Linked DNA regions of Mus musculus: region 1 is linked to region 2. A link is a contact called in public HiChIP or PLAC-seq data. All regions are on one chromosome and are shown on one strand. Each heading gives the region's core, a stretch centred on a gene start, on an enhancer-like site or on the middle of the called end of the contact. The rest is flanking DNA. Distances are from core to core; before and after follow the strand shown. Region 1 holds the start of Caprin2 (caprin family member 2). Region 2 holds the start of Etfbkmt (electron transfer flavoprotein beta subunit lysine methyltransferase).

Region 1 (4,752 bases), core at 1,262-3,761, 250 kb after region 2:
AAGGCAGAAGACAGAATTACAGACAGACAGTTGTGAGCCCTCTTGTAATGCTGAGAATTGAACTCAGGTCATCTGGAAGAGCTGCCCTTAACCACTGAGCTTCCTCTCTGGCCCCTATCTCTGAATACTTTCAAAATCTTTTTTTTTTTTTTTTAAGATTTACTTGTTTATCTTATGTATATGAGTGCACCATTGTTCTCTTCAGACAAAAGAGGGCATAAGATCCCACTACAGATGGTTGTGAACCACCATGTGGTAGCTGAGAATTGAACTCAGGATCTCTGGAAGAGCAGTCAGTGCTCTTAACCGATGAGCCATCTCTCCAGCCCTATTTTAAAATTCATATTTACAATTCTGTTGTGCTGACGATGGAATCCTAGGCCTCATACATGCTAGGCAGGCAATCTACCACTGTACCCCACCCTCACTCCCGTGAGCCCCTCTCTTCTGTTTGTTGTTTTGTACCTAAGTGGTACAAGCTGGTCTAGATCTCGTGATCCTCCTGCCTCGGCTGCTGAAGAGCTGGCATGAAAAGTTGAGAGTTTTTCCCAATTCATTCTCCTTTTTTGTGTGTGTATGTCATTCTCCTTTTTTAATTTTCAGAAAACACTGCTGCAACATTATTGTGGGGGTATTCTCTTACTAGTGTTATTACAAGCTTATACAAACTATACCCTTATTGCAACTGAAATTTAATTATTTGTGCTTTTGTATTTTCTCTTGATTCAGCCTATGTCCCATGTTATTAAATAAATTAACAGATTTATTAGCAATTCTCCCATTGAGTAGTTAGGATTATATCTCAATCTAATGGCCCAAATGATAGTTATGGTAAATCTGGAGATTCAGGCTATCCTCAGACTTATAATCTTCCTGCCTCGGCCTCTTGAGTGCTGGGAGTTGTGTGCCTGTAAAGGTATGTGCCACAACCCCTGGTTGGAAATATTATTTTTGGGTTCATTATTAGCATAGGCCAACAAAGGCATATGCAAATATAAATGTGTCAGTTCAGTTATCTGAAGGTGTGCTCATCACAGGCTTCATGGCCACTCTGTGTGGCAAAAGGTAAGTCTATTGGTCAGTTCAGCAGCCTGTTCTTTCTCTAGTTATAAATGAGGAAAACAGACAACATAGTGTTTGTCTAATATTCAAGTTGCAGGTATAGTTCAGAGATTCAAAGCTAAAATACAACATTAAAGAACATAATAGGACAGGGAGGAGAGATGACTCAGTGGTTAAGAGCACTGGCTGCTCTTCCACAGGCCCTCCCTGGGCTCAATTCCCTGCACCCACGTGGTGGTTCACAACTGTTTATAACTCCAGTTCCAGGGTATCCAACACCCTTTTCTGACCTACAGCAGGAACCAGGCAACCATGTACATAAACATACATGCAGGTAAACATGTAATAGGTAACAAGAAGTGCCAAAGCCAAGGTGATTTTTGGGTGGTCTTGTCCAGACTTTCCATTTATTTACTTGATTATGCTTTTGACTGCCCTGTTCTAAATAATTACCCTTGCCTCAAGGATAGGACTTAAAACCAATTCTATTTGGTAAAATACTTGGGCACAAGTTTTAATTTATTAACTTTATTATTTTATTTAGTTTATGAGGTAGTGTTTTTTGTTTAGGTCTGTTCCTGCCTCCCTGGTATTAGGGAGTAATCTACCCCTAAAACCTCATTTGATACAGGAACTACCACCAGTCCTTCAGAAGCTGACATTCTTCCTGTTTTCTGTTAACTTTATGCAACCCAACAAATAACTTTTTTTTGTTGTTGTTTTTTTTTTCTTTTTTTCGAGACAGGGTTTCTCTGTGTAGCCCTGGCTGTCCTGGAACTCACGCTGTAGACCAGGCTGGCCTCGAACTCAGAAATCTGCCTGCCTCTGCCTCCCGAGTGCTGGGATTAAAGGCGTGCGCCACCACTGCCCGGCCCAACAAATAATTTTAACAACTCTTTTAGTGCCAATGAAATGAATTGCTTCATAGCGACACATAGCCTTGGCGCATACCCTCCTACTACAAAGGCTGCAGTCATCTACTCTGCTGCTCTTACAGGCTGAGTCCTCTGACTCATTCTACAATGAAAAATCATCTGTGGGGCAAGGGTGCTCTTGTATTTTAGAAGTGCCCATTTAAACCATTAGAGCCTGAAGGCTGGCTTATCTGGTCATTCTGCGCAGGACTTGCTGCCTCTTTTCCAAGAATTGAAATCATCTGCACCAGTGCTGGCTGAAACAAGCGGGCCCATCCATGCTACCAGGTGCAGTATCTCACACCAGCCTCAGGCGCAACAGAGAAGCGCAGGGAAGGTACGCGCCAAGCGCAGGCTTGCAGAGAGGGGCACCGGAAAGGACCTGTCCCTCGCAGGTCCCGGGTACCGGAAAAGGGCGGACTGTGGTGGTCTAGCGCACGAGAGGGGAGTGGGAGGGGACACCGGAAGGCGAAGCCTCCGAGGGGAGCTCGCGTGCTAGAGGGCGGGGCAGAGGACCGGAAATAGGCGGGATTTGGGCGTGGTCGCGCCGTGCGCGGCCTACATAAGTTGCGCGCGCCTTGAGGGGGACAGCTTGGGCGCGAGCAGCGGAGTTGGCTGGGTGCACTGTCGGCGGTGGCCGCAGGCTAAGCTGAGGCGGGAGGAAGGGACGCGGGGGGAGAAGGGAGTGCGGGGTGGAGTTCGCCCACTTTGCAGCGCGCAGGACTCCCGCGCGCTTTCGGAGGCAGCCGGGGAGGTGAAGCAGGACGGCGGCGGGGTGGGTGGGTCTGCGCGGCCGCGGCGGGGTGGAGAAGCGTGGTGCCCCAGCATTCTGGGGTCGGGCTTCTCAGCGGCTTTGCAGAGCGCTCTGCGTCTGGTGGGCTGCGTGGGCCCTTAGACTGTGACCCTGACTGGGGCTCCTCTACTCGGGCCCTTGGGGCACTTGAACGAGCAATGGTGTCCAGGGGCTGTCTAGCTCTGGTCTTGCTCCTTACGGGCAGGATTTCTGAATAGAGTTGAAGTGTCCGACTCCTTGGTTTCCCGGTTCCTTGGTGCGGGTAGCGGAAGGCTTGCCAGTATAGGAGTGAGTGATTGTGAGTTACTGTAAACACAACTGGAAGCCACCTCGGCGTACAGTTTGTGAGACTTGGCAGCAGTGTCCAGGGGGATGCACTTGGTTAGGTCCTGGACAGTCAAAGAGTGTTGTCATTTAGTACAAGAAACTTGGTTCACGTAGACTTTGAGATAGCTTGAAGTTGTGGCTGCAACCCTCACCCTCCGCCCCCGACCATAGAAATTATTCAGAATGAGATCAGAAGCCTTCCGCTTGCTTAGCAGTTCTCCATGTGGGGAATAGAACTTCTGGAAACATTCCTATAGTGTAAATTTTGCCTACGTATAGACTGTCTTTATTGGCTATTGCTTGTGTCAATTAACCTTAGTAGGGGAGTGGAAGTACGCTGTCTGAATCAACGTTATGTTTTGACTTCATTTCATTTTAAAGAAGCTCCTCGTTGTGCACCTTTAGTTTACATTGGTACTTAACTCCTCCTGCCCCCATCCTTTAGCCTCATCTGTTTCAGTGGTGCAACTCTCTCCATCCCTTTTCGGTTACCAGTCACCTTCAGGCCGGCCATTCAGAGGAGGGAAAAGTGGGAAGTATGAAGTCAGCCAAGTCCCAAGTGAACCAGGATCAGCAAGGGGAAAACCAGCGGGCTCTGAGCCCCCTGCAGTCTACTCTCAGTTCTGCTGCATCTCCTTCCCAGGCATATGAAACCTATATTGATAATGGACTTATATGCCTTAAACACAAAATTAGGAACATCGAGAAGAAGAAGGTAACCTTTCTACCCCTCCCATCCCTGAGTGTGCATTACCATAAGCCAGGTTAAGGATTCGACATTCTTTATATCAGAGAACATAGATCTTCTTGCAAGTTTAATCGACCTTGAGACTTAGTTGCCTGGGAACAATTAAGCATCCAGGCTAAATGTTTGCTCTGTTTGCCGACACAGCTGAATAACTATTCTTCACACATTGCTTTTGAAATATTTGAAGAGTTGGCTATTATAGGTCTGATGCATTTCTTGAGTTATATTATTGTAGCTTAGATAAGGAATAGCTTGATAGTTTAGTTCGTTTTCCTTGTGACTGTAGCAAGTGATACAGCAGTATGGCTGCTGCAGTCTCTGGAAGCATTTTACCATGAGCCAGAAAGTGTTTCAGCATTTATTATTTTTCCCCACTGCTAGATACCAGTTTAAGATTGGTGAAAGTATTGTAGACAGCTTTGTAAAGAGACTTGGATTCTTACTAGCCTAACATCACAGTTAGTTGTATGGTAAAGATTAGATAATTTCTTACTTCCTGAGTCATTTAGCCTGTGATCCAGTCATCCCAGTTCTTTGGGATGCATTGTTGGGTCGAGATTCTCATCTGCATTTGACAGATAAAGCTGAATAAGTATCTGGATCTATATTGTGCTGAAAACCTAGTAAAACCTTAGGAAGGTTGTTTTGTTTTTGTTTTTTGAGTCAGGGTTTCTCTCTAGACCAGGCTGGTCTCAAACTCATAGAGATCTGTCTATGCCTCCTGAGTGCTGGGAATAAAGAGGCAAGCCACCACCGCCTGGCAGGTAGGTTTTTTGTTTTTGATTTTATAGTGGAGAGGTATATGTACTTCCCTTGCTTTGGAAATTAGTGCTGAAGCCCTGGCTGGTAGTTGTTTCTGTTTATCTTTTTCCATACATCTTTGGCATTTGATTACTAAGTTGTTCCTG
Region 2 (5,271 bases), core at 2,310-4,809:
AGATGCCAAGAGGTGTGTCTTGAGGGTAACTCCAGATTCATTGGAGTTGACAGCAAAGGTTGCCCAGGGCAGGTGTGAAGAGAACTATTTTGTTACGAAGATATCCACATCTATGATTGTCATGAAGCCAAGCTAAATTAACAGTGACCAGTTCTGGATGTAGTGCAGCCCTCTCTGTTTTGTTGACAATCCCTGTCTTCTCACTTAGTCTCAGCTAAAAACCCAGACTCAAGAGGCCTCGACATCTGTCTTCCTCTCTGTGGCAGTGCCAAAGTCAAGTATGTGAGCACAAGAGACTATTTAAATGTTTTAAGAAAGCATTGTTCCGTATCTCAGGATAGCTTCGAACTCCTAGGCTCATGCCTCAGCCTCTAAGTGACAGGATTACAGGGTCCTGCTATCATGGGTAACTATATGCCATCTTTTTGGAGATGACTTTGTTGTCCCACAAGACAAATCCTCTTCTACTTCACCAGAAGGATGGCAATCCAAACCATATAAAAGTTGGGACTTGCATGGGCCTCAGCGGCTTTCTGGTTCTGCTGCTATGATATGGGGCCAGAGAGAATGAAATGGAGGTGGGGATGGGTGCATAAAGGAAGGATTTTCGATATTTCAATGAAACATACCTAGACAGAGCCTGGCCTCCTGGCCAGTAAATAGCCCAGTAGGGATCACTGTAGGGCCACAGGTCAGCCCTTTCCCACCAAAACTTGCACCTGGGGGTTAAAAGCCGTAACTGGATTTCCGGGGTAAGGCTACCACTGCTGGTGACTTCAGTGTTCTCTTCCAGGTAGGCTTTCATCTTAGGATCCAAACAGCTCCCCACTGTCCTCCAGAGAAACAGGGGAGACCCATTGTTCACAGCCTGCAGGAAACTCCATGGGCTCCTGGGAGCTTTCCAACACAGGCTGAAAGCCATTAGTACATCTCCAAACCTCAGGTTCTGTCAGTGTTGCTATTAATAAGGACTGTTTCCCAAGCAGATAGAATGAGGGTCCATCTTTCCACTTAATTGACACTGGAATTTCTGGATCTCTACAACAAAGAAACAATACTGAAATTTCTTAGTCTAGCCAACATGTCCATATCCTTCCACATAACAAGAAAAATAAGCTAGCCACATAATAATATGCACTAACAACTCAGAAGTAAGTGCAAATTCATGTCAGAGGACAGCTTTGGCTTTCCAGTTTGGGCAAAGAAATCTAATTGCTCTTTTTTTTTTTTTTTTTTTTCTTTTTCTTTTTTTTTTTTTTTTTTTGAGACAGGGTTTCTCTGTATAGCCCTGGCTGTCCTGGAACTCACTCTGGAGACCAGGCTGGCCTCAAACTCAGAAATCCACCTGCCTCTGCCTCCCAAGTGCTGGGATTAAAGGCAGGCACCACCACTGCCTGGCTTTTTTTTTTTTTTAAGATGTATTTATTTTATGTATGTGAGTACTGTTACTGTCTTCAGATATACCATTAGAGGGTATCAGATCCTATTACAGATGGTTGTGAGTCACCATGTGGTTGCTGGGAATTGAACTCAGGACCTCTGGAAGAGCAGTGAGTGCTCCTAACCGCTGAGCCATCTCTCCAGGCCCACTTTTTTTTTTCCTGTGAAATCCTTTCAGTAATTCATAATCACAAATATACAGGCATACTATTTTTATAACAATGTTCATGAAATGAAATAAGGTATATCTTTTTGTTTGTTTTGGTCTTAGGATAGCCTTGCATGTAAAGAAATGGCTCAGCAGTTAAAGAGCACCTGATGCTCTTGCAGTGGACCCAGGTTCGGTTCCTAGCATCCACACGCAGCTCACAATCATAACTTCAGTTCCAGGGGATCTGGTGCCCTCCTCTGGCTTTTTTCAGGCAGCAGACACACACACACACCACACACAGTGTGTTTATACACATGCAGGCAAAGCATATCCATCAAATAAAATATAGACTTATACCATAGCCCAGGCTGCAATGGAATTCACTATGTAGACCAAACAGACATCAAATTTGTAGTGTTCCTCCTCCCTCCAAGGTTTATTGTTGCTTGGGTCAGATCCAGGGCTTCATGCATTCAAGGCAAGCACTCTACCATATGAGCTTTAAGGTTTACAGCAGAGTAATATGGGAATTACTGTGTATTAGGATACCATGTCTTCCCAGCACTGGCAGTTTGGTTATGAAGTTATAAAGCCAATCTAGGTAGGTACTCAAATTATGTTACTGGAATGACATCAGGCTGGGCACAATAGTAAACTCCTGGCCTTTAATCTGAGCACTTGGGAGGCAGAGGCAGGCAGATCTCCATGGAAAAAGGAAACAATGATAAGAATTCAAGTCAGCCCTGTCTGTGTACTCGGTAATACCTGATTGAACTGGCATTACTGTCTAAAGGTTCTTGATTGGATTCAGTTTTCTCTGCCAAGAGTTTAAAAACTTCTGAGCTCAACAGGTAGCAGTGGAGAAATATCAAAACCTGAAGACAGAAGCAGACAGAATCAGATGTTGAAGAAATGCTTTTATTGGGGTAAAGAAACACACACATGCAGCAAACGCAGAGAAAAAGCCCCTCCTCGGCAAAGCAGAGGGTAGCTGAAAATAGTCCCTTCTTGAGAATTGGGGGGACGGGTTGTTTTTGATTTTGAAGTCTCTGAAGAGGTTTCCTCCCCTAATTTAGTGTGAGTCACTTTGAAGAATGAGAAAATGGTTGAAAAACTGCCCTGATCTGGCTTTGAACTTTTTGAACCAGGCCATCAGCATGGGAAGGAGAAAAAGCTACAAGGCTTTTTAAATTGCCAGGCTTTTTTTTTTTTGGTCTTGGGTCAGGTGGGTGAGGAAAAGCCAACCATCTTTAAAGTTTTCCACCTTTATTACCCATCCATGGCCCCTCTTCCTATCTGCCCACTGTAGGACTGCCTCCCTGTACTACTACTTTACAAAAAGACAGACAGACAGACCGGATGGATGGATGAACGAATAAACGAACCGAACCAACCAACTAACCAACCGCCTAGAAAGAAGGCTCGGGTATTAAGAGAGCTGCTTTTCTTCTACAGGTCCACAGATTCCAATGTCTTAGCTTCTGGAGACACATTCTGGCCTCCACAGGCGCACGTGCACACACAGATAAAGTACGTAAACAAGCAAACAGTGCAGGGCATTTCTCTAATTTCATTACTTGGGAAGCTAAGTAAGGCAGGGCTGCCTCTAACTCGAAACAGTCTAGGCTACATTGCAGCCCAGAGACTACAACCTGAGACTCTGTGCCAAGCAAACAAAAAGGTTAAACTCCAAACAATGTTGTGACCACGTTACTTTCCTCCAAAACAAAGGACAGGAGTCTACTTTAAAGGGTAGTGCAGTCCTTGTGGCCTTACCTGACTTTATTCGATCAGCAAGTGGAACTCGCCCTTCACGTGCAGGAGAAAAAAAAAAACAAGTACGGTAGGTCTCCTTTTTCGGGAGAGGAAGACTGAGCCCGTGGCTCTAACTACACAGCGTAGTGGGTACGTGAAGGCGGCGAAATTTGGAACCAATGAGACGCGGAACGCGGGGCCGCCCGGACCGAAGGGCTTACGCACCGGCTCCGCCCTCTTTCGAACTGTGTTTTGTTTTGGATGTCCCTCGGTTCCCAAGGCAACTGGGAACGCCGAAGCCCTAACCTGGCGACTCCTCAGGTCAGACCCTATAGACCTGAATGAAGCGCAATTGCACAACTCGTGTGAGCCATGTCTGCGAATTCTGATTTCTAAAACCTCTTGCTGGACTTATGCTGCTAGCACTGTATGCCAAGCATACTGTTAAGAGTATGAACCTGGAGTGGCAAGTAAAGTTTTATGACATTCAGTTGCGGTGTGTCATAATTATAAAGTCACACGTAAGACTGTTTTCAGCCTGTAGGTTCAGGATCTATTATATCCAACTTTCTAATGACTAAATTTTCCACTGGCCCCTCAACTCAAGACTTCAAAATTAACCCATTTCACCTTCATTACCGAAAATCTGCTATGATGTACAAGAAAGAAAAACATCCCAAACTAAGAAAATGGCAAACCATGTTGCTGTATCTAAATTTACAAATTGAAAAATGTTCTTCAGATGCCTGGTCAAAATCTGATTTGGGGCTTGGGGATGTAACTCAGTTATTATGAATGTTTATATAGCATGAGACCCTGGGATCCATCTCTAATTCTAGCACTTAGGAGAGGATGGTTCAAGGTCATACTCAGCAAGTTAGAAGTTAGCCTGGGATAGATGAGACACGGTCTCAAAAGGAAAGGGAAAGGGAAAAAGGGAAAGGGAAAGGGAAAAGGGAGGGAAGGAGAGGAGAAGGGAGGGGAGGGAAGGGAAGGGAAACAAAACCTGGACTCTATCTAGGTGGCTCAATGAGTAGAGGCCCACTGCCAAGCCTAACAACCTGAGTTTCTCAGGACCTACATGGTAGAAGGAAAGAAGAACTGTCCTCTGACTATCACCCCCAACACACACACACACACACACCAGAATACATACATGTAATACAAACTTTAGAAATCTGTATTTAGCGGCCAGAGAAATGCTCAGTGGTTGAACATGTATAGTGCTTGCCTAGGATCTGAGTTCTCTTCTCAGACCCATATAGGGTGGTTCACAATTCCTGTGATCCCAGCTCCAGGAGATCTGATATCTCTGGCCTACTTGGGTACTTCGTACTCATGTACGAAGACATACCCAGACACACATAATTAAAAATGAAAAATTTAAAGTTCCAGATGTAGTGACATGTGCTTCAAATCCCAGAATTTAGCCAGTATAGGTAGGTGAAGCTCTGTAAGATAAGGGCCAACCTGATCTACATAGCAAGTCCCAGACCTAGTGAGATCCTATCTCAAAAATGGGGGGTTGGGAGGGTTGGAGGAATTTTTAAAAATCGGAGACTGGCAGTGGTGGCATATGCCTTTAACCCCTCAGGAGGCAGAGGCAGGTAGATCTCTGTGAGTTCAAAGTCAGCCTGGTCTATAGTGCCAGTTCCAGAACAGTCAAGGCTAGACCAAGAAACCTTGCCTTAGACAGACAGACAGACAGACAGACAGATAGATAGATAGATAGATGATAGATAGATCTGTACTTATAACTTACCCTCTCATCCTGTCCTTTCATGATAGATATATAGTTCTACCAGAGCTAAACCTTTAGTCCAGGGCCCTGTGCTTTCCTTTTAATGATTTCCCAGCTGTTCATAACTAAAATCTCTAAGAGCCTGTAAGGAGAACACCACCATTATACCAAGTAACAGCCCCAA

Evidence for each region. HiChIP or PLAC-seq counts read pairs in DNA pulled down with a chosen protein or histone mark.
Region 1: a FOXA1 HiChIP or PLAC-seq map of pancreatic cancer cells shows a contact between it and region 2. The contact joins the promoter of Caprin2 here to the promoter of Etfbkmt in region 2. A contact is called at or near these places in 3 of 39 promoter capture datasets (hippocampal neurons, pre-B cells and stem cell-derived epiblast-like cells), 1 of 484 Hi-C or Micro-C datasets (embryonic stem cells), 2 of 115 datasets of contacts at active chromatin or transcription factors (memory CD8 T cells and pancreatic cancer cells) and 3 of 9 other capture datasets (adipose tissue, liver and pancreatic islet).

What each region holds. Positions count from the first base shown.
Region 1 is chr6:148,893,996-148,898,747 of GRCm38.p6, reverse strand. It overlaps Caprin2 (caprin family member 2), which reads left to right and starts at 2,511. Exons shown (of 19, transcript NM_181541.4): 1 at 2,511-2,730; 2 at 3,592-3,811. The coding sequence starts at 3,635.
Region 2 is chr6:149,139,801-149,145,071 of GRCm38.p6, reverse strand. It overlaps Etfbkmt (electron transfer flavoprotein beta subunit lysine methyltransferase), which reads right to left and starts at 3,559. Exons shown (of 5, transcript NM_001252095.1): 1 at 3,368-3,559; 2 at 2,357-2,466; 3 at 630-1,038. The coding sequence starts at 922.